2 separate regions of the Mus musculus genome follow, and region 2 is linked to region 1. The links are chromatin contacts, called in public HiChIP or PLAC-seq maps. All regions are on one chromosome and are shown on one strand. Each heading gives the region's core, a stretch centred on a gene start, on an enhancer-like site or on the middle of the called end of the contact. The rest is flanking DNA. Distances are from core to core; before and after follow the strand shown. Region 1 has its middle 15 kb from the start of 1700094M24Rik. Region 2 holds the start of Hibadh (3-hydroxyisobutyrate dehydrogenase).

The links. HiChIP or PLAC-seq counts read pairs in DNA pulled down with a chosen protein or histone mark.
Region 2: an H3K4me3 HiChIP or PLAC-seq map of bone marrow-derived macrophages shows a contact between it and region 1, with 3 times the contacts expected there. The contact joins the promoter of Hibadh here to the enhancer-like site in region 1. A contact is called at or near these places in 1 of 39 promoter capture datasets (the C10 cell line), 1 of 484 Hi-C or Micro-C datasets (uterus), 4 of 115 datasets of contacts at active chromatin or transcription factors (bone marrow-derived macrophages, embryonic stem cells, microglia and 1 more) and 1 of 9 other capture datasets (adipose tissue).

The regions. Positions count from the first base shown.
Region 1 is chr6:52,476,169-52,479,031 of GRCm38.p6, forward strand. No RefSeq gene overlaps it. Among named protein-coding and RNA genes, the nearest start is that of 1700094M24Rik, 15 kb to the right of the region's middle. Within about 2 kb of position 1,398, at least 77 of the 459 cell types and tissues checked have an H3K27ac peak or open chromatin away from gene starts, as enhancers often do. A contact at or near this core is called in adipose tissue, bone marrow-derived macrophages and microglia, where this site is marked.
Region 2 is chr6:52,638,873-52,641,634 of GRCm38.p6, forward strand. It overlaps Hibadh (3-hydroxyisobutyrate dehydrogenase), which reads right to left and starts at 1,428. Exons shown (of 8, transcript NM_145567.1): 1 at 1,289-1,428. The coding sequence starts at 1,376. It overlaps LOC115490472 (a small nucleolar RNA gene), which reads right to left and starts at 483; the gene lies at 362-483.

The DNA of each region.
Region 1 (2,863 bases), core at 148-2,647:
CAGCCATGGAACGTCAGTCTCCATGCCTTCTTCACCATGATGGTCTGTGTCCTGTAGAGCCCAAACCAAGCCTCCCTGCCCAGAGAGAGAGCTCAGGGGCTGAGAGCACCACGCACTTTCCCTCCAGAAGAACCCAAGTTTAACTCCCAGCCCTCATGTCAGGTGACTCGCAACTTCATGTGCAACCCAAAACTGCATCTGCATTCCTGTGTATACACAGACTTACACATAAAGGTAATAAAGAATAAATATTTTTTAAAACTCAATTCTTCCCCCTTCAAGGTTCTTCTGTGAGGGTTTTTTTTTCCCCCTCCCTCTGAGGAGAATAGTGATAAATGCACCGTGAGATGTTAAATTCTATTTCCGCCACACCTTCCTATGAAGCAATGGAGCCCTCAGCAAAATGTCTTCTGCTCTCTTGGCACAGTGATCAGAGGCTGGACTCTATAACAACCTGTCCTTTTTCCTTCCCACGCCTTTTTCTGCTAGCTTTCCTCTGTCCCTTCAGCACCTGGGGTGTAGACAGACAGGAGAAGAAAAAACAAAACAAAACAAAACCTGAAGGTCTTTAGAACCACCCAGAAGGCCAGTCTCAGACTGGGCCCTGCATCCAACTCACATAATCGGTAAAGACCTTAAAACACAAACAGCCCTTCTCCACCGCGGGAAGATCAAAAGGACATTTCCTCACTCACTTAACTCCGAAAAAATAAAACACCCAGTGCAAATTGTGGCCTTTTAACTATCTTGTGGGACCCAAACCCTAATCAGAGTGCAGAGGACTATAAACATCTAGGAAGGAAAGCAGACAGTCATTAAAATTTGATTATGAGCCTAGCAGTTCTGATACGGCTTTATGGGCTCATAGAAGAAAACCCTGGGACTGAGCAGCCACCTTCCCCACAGAGTGGTCCCAAGAATGTGCAGAGACGGCTGCAGAATCTGCTGGGCGTGTCTTGCCTCCGCACAGGAGAGAGTGTGGAGGTGGCCAGACCACCTCCTGGCTTGCCTCCTGTGCAGGTAGCCTCAGCAGAGTGTGGATTTTTTTTTCTTTCCTTTTCCTTCTTCTTCCCCTCACCCCTTTCTGCTTGCGAATGAAACGTTCATTATCTGCTAACCATGGAAGGGAGGGGGCGGTGGAGGAATGGCAACATTCAGGTAGCATGTCATGGCAACTCCTGCTGCCTGAGAACTGGGGCTCCCTTCAGTCAACTAGCCGCTCACTGGGCAAAGGTTTAATTGAGTATCTGCTTTGTGCCAGGTTCCCTTCTAAGTGCTGAGGGTGTGACACCGAGCAGAACAGAGATCCTTGTCTGGATAGGGAGAGGCTCATGGTCTACATAGGCGTGAACTCTGGGCATGCTGAGGGTGGGCAGACAAAAGGAGAGGAGGAAGTGTGTGCGGTGGGGCTCAGTTTCTGATAGGAAGTGACCTCACTGTGAAGGAGCTATTGAGGGAAGACCTGAGGAAGCGCTTCTTAGAAAAAGCAGAACTGAAAGAAAAAAAACAGGAAAAGTTAATAAAAGGACAGAGGGACCGGGCTGGCCTTCCCGGAATGCTGCCCTGTGTGTGAGTAGCTCACCATGCCACTTTTCCTGTGTCCCCTCCTTAACTTAATAGTGCCTCCTGTTGACAATTATTTGTTTACAATAAGATCATATTTACCCAGGTCAGTATACACTAAGGTATCTGTCACTCTAACTCCAGAGTCAAAACATCTAAATAACTCAAAGGAGTCACTTTTAGATTCTGTGTTTTACTTTATTTTATTTATTTGGTGTTGGGAGTTAAACCTAGAGCTTCACACAGGCTATGTAAATACTTAGCTAGATCCTAAGCCCTTCATGCTGAGAAAACGCATTGCTAAGGGACCTGGACTTGCCTTGAACTTACAACCCAGATTCCAAATGTGTAGCATTGTAGCATTGCTGTCTTGGCATCAGCAAAGCAGCAATCCACTTCCTGTGCCTATCTCCGGTCTGCTAGTCATTCTCCTAAGGGTACTAGGCCTGGTATGGCTAGCATGGGGTTGGGTGTTTCTCAGGGTTGGGGGACTATCCTGTGCACATCCCTGCCTGAGCTCACTAGACTCATGGAACATCTCTCTGGTGTGATGCCCCAAGATGACACAATGAGCCTCTAGGCTCCTCCACACCGATCTCCTACCATCTCGGCCATAGCAGGATGCTCAGTTTTGTCCTCTTTGCTGCTAGTTGGTCTCACTCCGCAGTCTATGCATCCTCTGCACACTTTCTCTGGTGAGATCTGACGCTCTGTCCTATAAAAGCCTGTGGCAGCCTTCCAACAGGATCCTAATGATCATGACTGTATCTAAGACCCTTTACGATGGCTTTAAGCCACTTGTCTAGATTCATCTCCCATGGTGCACTGTCACAAACCAAACTATCCCTTCCCCTTTGGGTCTGTTTATCCCAAACATGGCCCTGCCTCTCTTGCCCCATCATCTGCCCCCATTAGCCATGGCTTCTTGGTTGAGCTATTCTTTAAGGCCCAACTCCAATTTCTCCTCCTTAGCTAAGTTCTTTGCCAGCATTCCTCTCAACTCCTTCGAAATCAATGGCATCTGGAATGATATTCTCATAGCTCCCAGATCACACTTCCACCCACTCAACCACACACCCAACAAATGTCTGTTAGGTGCCTACTGGGGACCAGGTCCTCCTCTGGAAGGGAGATGAGCAAGTGTGCCATAAGGCTCTCTATATTCTGGCCAGGAAGCTAGAAAATAATAGAACCAGAAGCTGGCTGAATGATCACGGTGCCAGGCTGTACACTGAGATCTAGGGATTAAAATGAGCTGGTCTCATTCTGCCCCTGCTCTCATGGAGATTTTGGTCCTATG
Region 2 (2,762 bases), core at 178-2,677, 160 kb after region 1:
TTATATCCAAAATCATGTGTTTGCATCTGGCTAATCACAATTCCTTATCTGTCATCTGCTACCTATTGCACACAAATGCTCTTCCAAAGCAGAAAGAAATTTCATAAGTTTTTCCTGAGGGCAAAGACTGGGAGCTGCTCAGAAATCAACTCCCAACATATTTCTTACACAAAAATTAAAACAAGTGAACACAAGCACCCTGAATCCAGAGCCTCCTGCATGCTAAGCAAAGGCAACGGTGTTTTGTTTGCTAGTCCTGTATATGATAGTGCTAACCAGCACATTGTTAAAATAAACTTTTACATTTAAAAAAAAAAATCCTTCGGTATCTCCCACAAATCAACCAATTTTTTTTTTCAACACATGTTCCCAACAGGTTAACTGCTAGACAAGTAGCATATGAAAACCCTCATGGGAATTTTTCTTTATGGTCATGTCCACAGCAAATGAGAAACTGCATTCTAAAAGCCTTGGTAATGACCATTTCAACCAATTCTTAATTAAAGAGGTGTCTTGATGTCCTAGAAAATCCAAGAGTCAGGGAGAAACAAGGGGTACTTCCTGGATCTTGTTGGAGAAGTCCCAATTTACTCATTCTAAGGCCTTGGGAGATCCTCATGTGAAAAGCAGTTCTCAGATATTCATGTCGCTCTAAAAGCTTAAAACCTGGTCACTTTCCATACTTGCAGCACAGCATAGTAGTCGGTTAGGTTATAGACACAACTTTGAGGCAAAGAATTGTGGTTAATATTTCGACAAAAGTCCACCACTTTGAGGCAGCACAACTCCATTTCATAATGGAGTTCGCTCTGCTTGCTGGTCAAGGGTGACAAACTTTGCTGGATTTCTAGGATACCGCCATGCCACCGACTAGAGTAGTTAAAACACAAATTAGGCCTTGAAGTCTGAGGGAGCCCCCGCTTAGGGTGAAGCCAGGGAGCTGGAAGGCCAGGGGTCCCAGAGGTGGGTGCGGTGGGGTCACCTCTGGAGCTGAGCCCTCCAAATGTCCTAGGAGCCCCAAATCCAAAGCGCACGCCAGGGACCCAAACATTCCTCCCTTCATCACAAGCTGTTCCTGGGTCCCGCAGAGGAAACGCTGAACAATCTGGAGCCGGGCATAGGGCAGGAGTGGAAGGCTGACGGCTCAGGAGGCAGTTACAAGGGGGCCCAGGCCTAGGAGGCGACCACAATTGTCGCTTTTACCCTCAAACCAACCGCAGCCCTTCGGGCGAAAAGCCCTCCTCGGATGACCAGAGGAAGAAGAGCAGATGGGGCGCGAGGTCCTTACCCGCTGCAAGGCTGCCCACGGGCCGCCGCCGGCCGCTCCAGTACCAGAGGCCGGAGGCTGCTCCCCGGAACCCCAAGGAGGCTGCCATGCTGTCCCCCGCCCCGCCTCCGCGCCGTGACCTCCGCCGCCTCACACACGGCCTGTGAACTACGAGTGTGCGCAGCCGGGATGGCCCGCACCTCCGTAAGGACAGCTCGCGCACGCGCTCTCCTTGCTCGGCTTGGACTCCGCCCAGCGCGGGGCGGAGCACTGTGTTGAGAGGCGTGGCCGGAGTCGGGAACAGTCCAATCAGGATCCCGAAATCCATAGACGCCCTGCCTTGCCTCCGGCTCCTGCTGAATTTACAACCTTTGGGTGAGAGAATTCTTGTTTACCCAAAAGCTGAGGGGTGTGTGGGAGGCGGTGGCTGTCGCTCACTACCGCCTCCTCCGAGCACCTGCACTGAGCAACTGCCTCTTCACTGGGCTGCTAATTGTTTTTCTTCCTCCCAGACAAGAACCGCAGCTACTGCAGTATTAAAGGAAAGAGCAGAAATGTTGTGTTTCCTAGTATAGGGACTCATTTTTAACTTCAGTAATAAATACATGGACCTCCCAGGGTTAACATATATATTTTCAGCGTCTGTTGAAACACAATCACAGAATCTACCATGTGTGTAATAACTGAAATCTATGTGATATACAACTCAATGGTTTTTCCAGTCGTATTTGAAAAGTAGTAGGGAAGTAATTTAATAGCACTGTTCTCTTTGAAGAGTAGAATTTCTAGGAACTTACTGAGTTCCAAGAAATGCGTCAATGTTTAAAATTTTCTACAACCTGCATCTTTTGAACCCAAAATCTAATGGTACATTTAAACCCAGGAAGTAGTATATATGTATATTATAAAAACAGATATTTTGCTGATCTTTCCTTATTTGACTATTTGGTATATTTGGTGGCTTAAATAAGCATGGCCCCCATAGACTCATATGTTTGAGTGCTTGGCACATAGGAGGTGTGACTTTATTGGAGAAGGTGTGGCCTTGTTGGAGGAAAGGCATCACTGTGGAGACCAGCTTTGAGGTCTTACATATGCTCAAACGACAGCTAGTGTGGCACACAGTCCCCTTCTGCTGCTTTCAGATCAAGACCTAGAACTCTCAGCACCAACTCTAGCGCCACGTCTGCCTGGATGCTGCTATGTGCCCCACCATGATGACAATAGACTAGGTCACTGCAACTGTAAGCCAGCCCCAATTAAATGGTTTTGTTTTTATAAGAGTGGCCATGGTTATAGTGTCTTTTCACAGCAATGAAACCCTAAGTAAGACAGTATACATATTTGAATATCTGTTCCTTGAGGATAATCGCAAAGTATTCAATTTCCACTGGAGAATTTTTATCTTCAGTACACTAAAACAAGACTTGTAACCTTTGAAGAAAAGTAGGCCAAGAGGCAAGAATGGGGCTTGGGGGGTAGGGGGAGGGCAAGC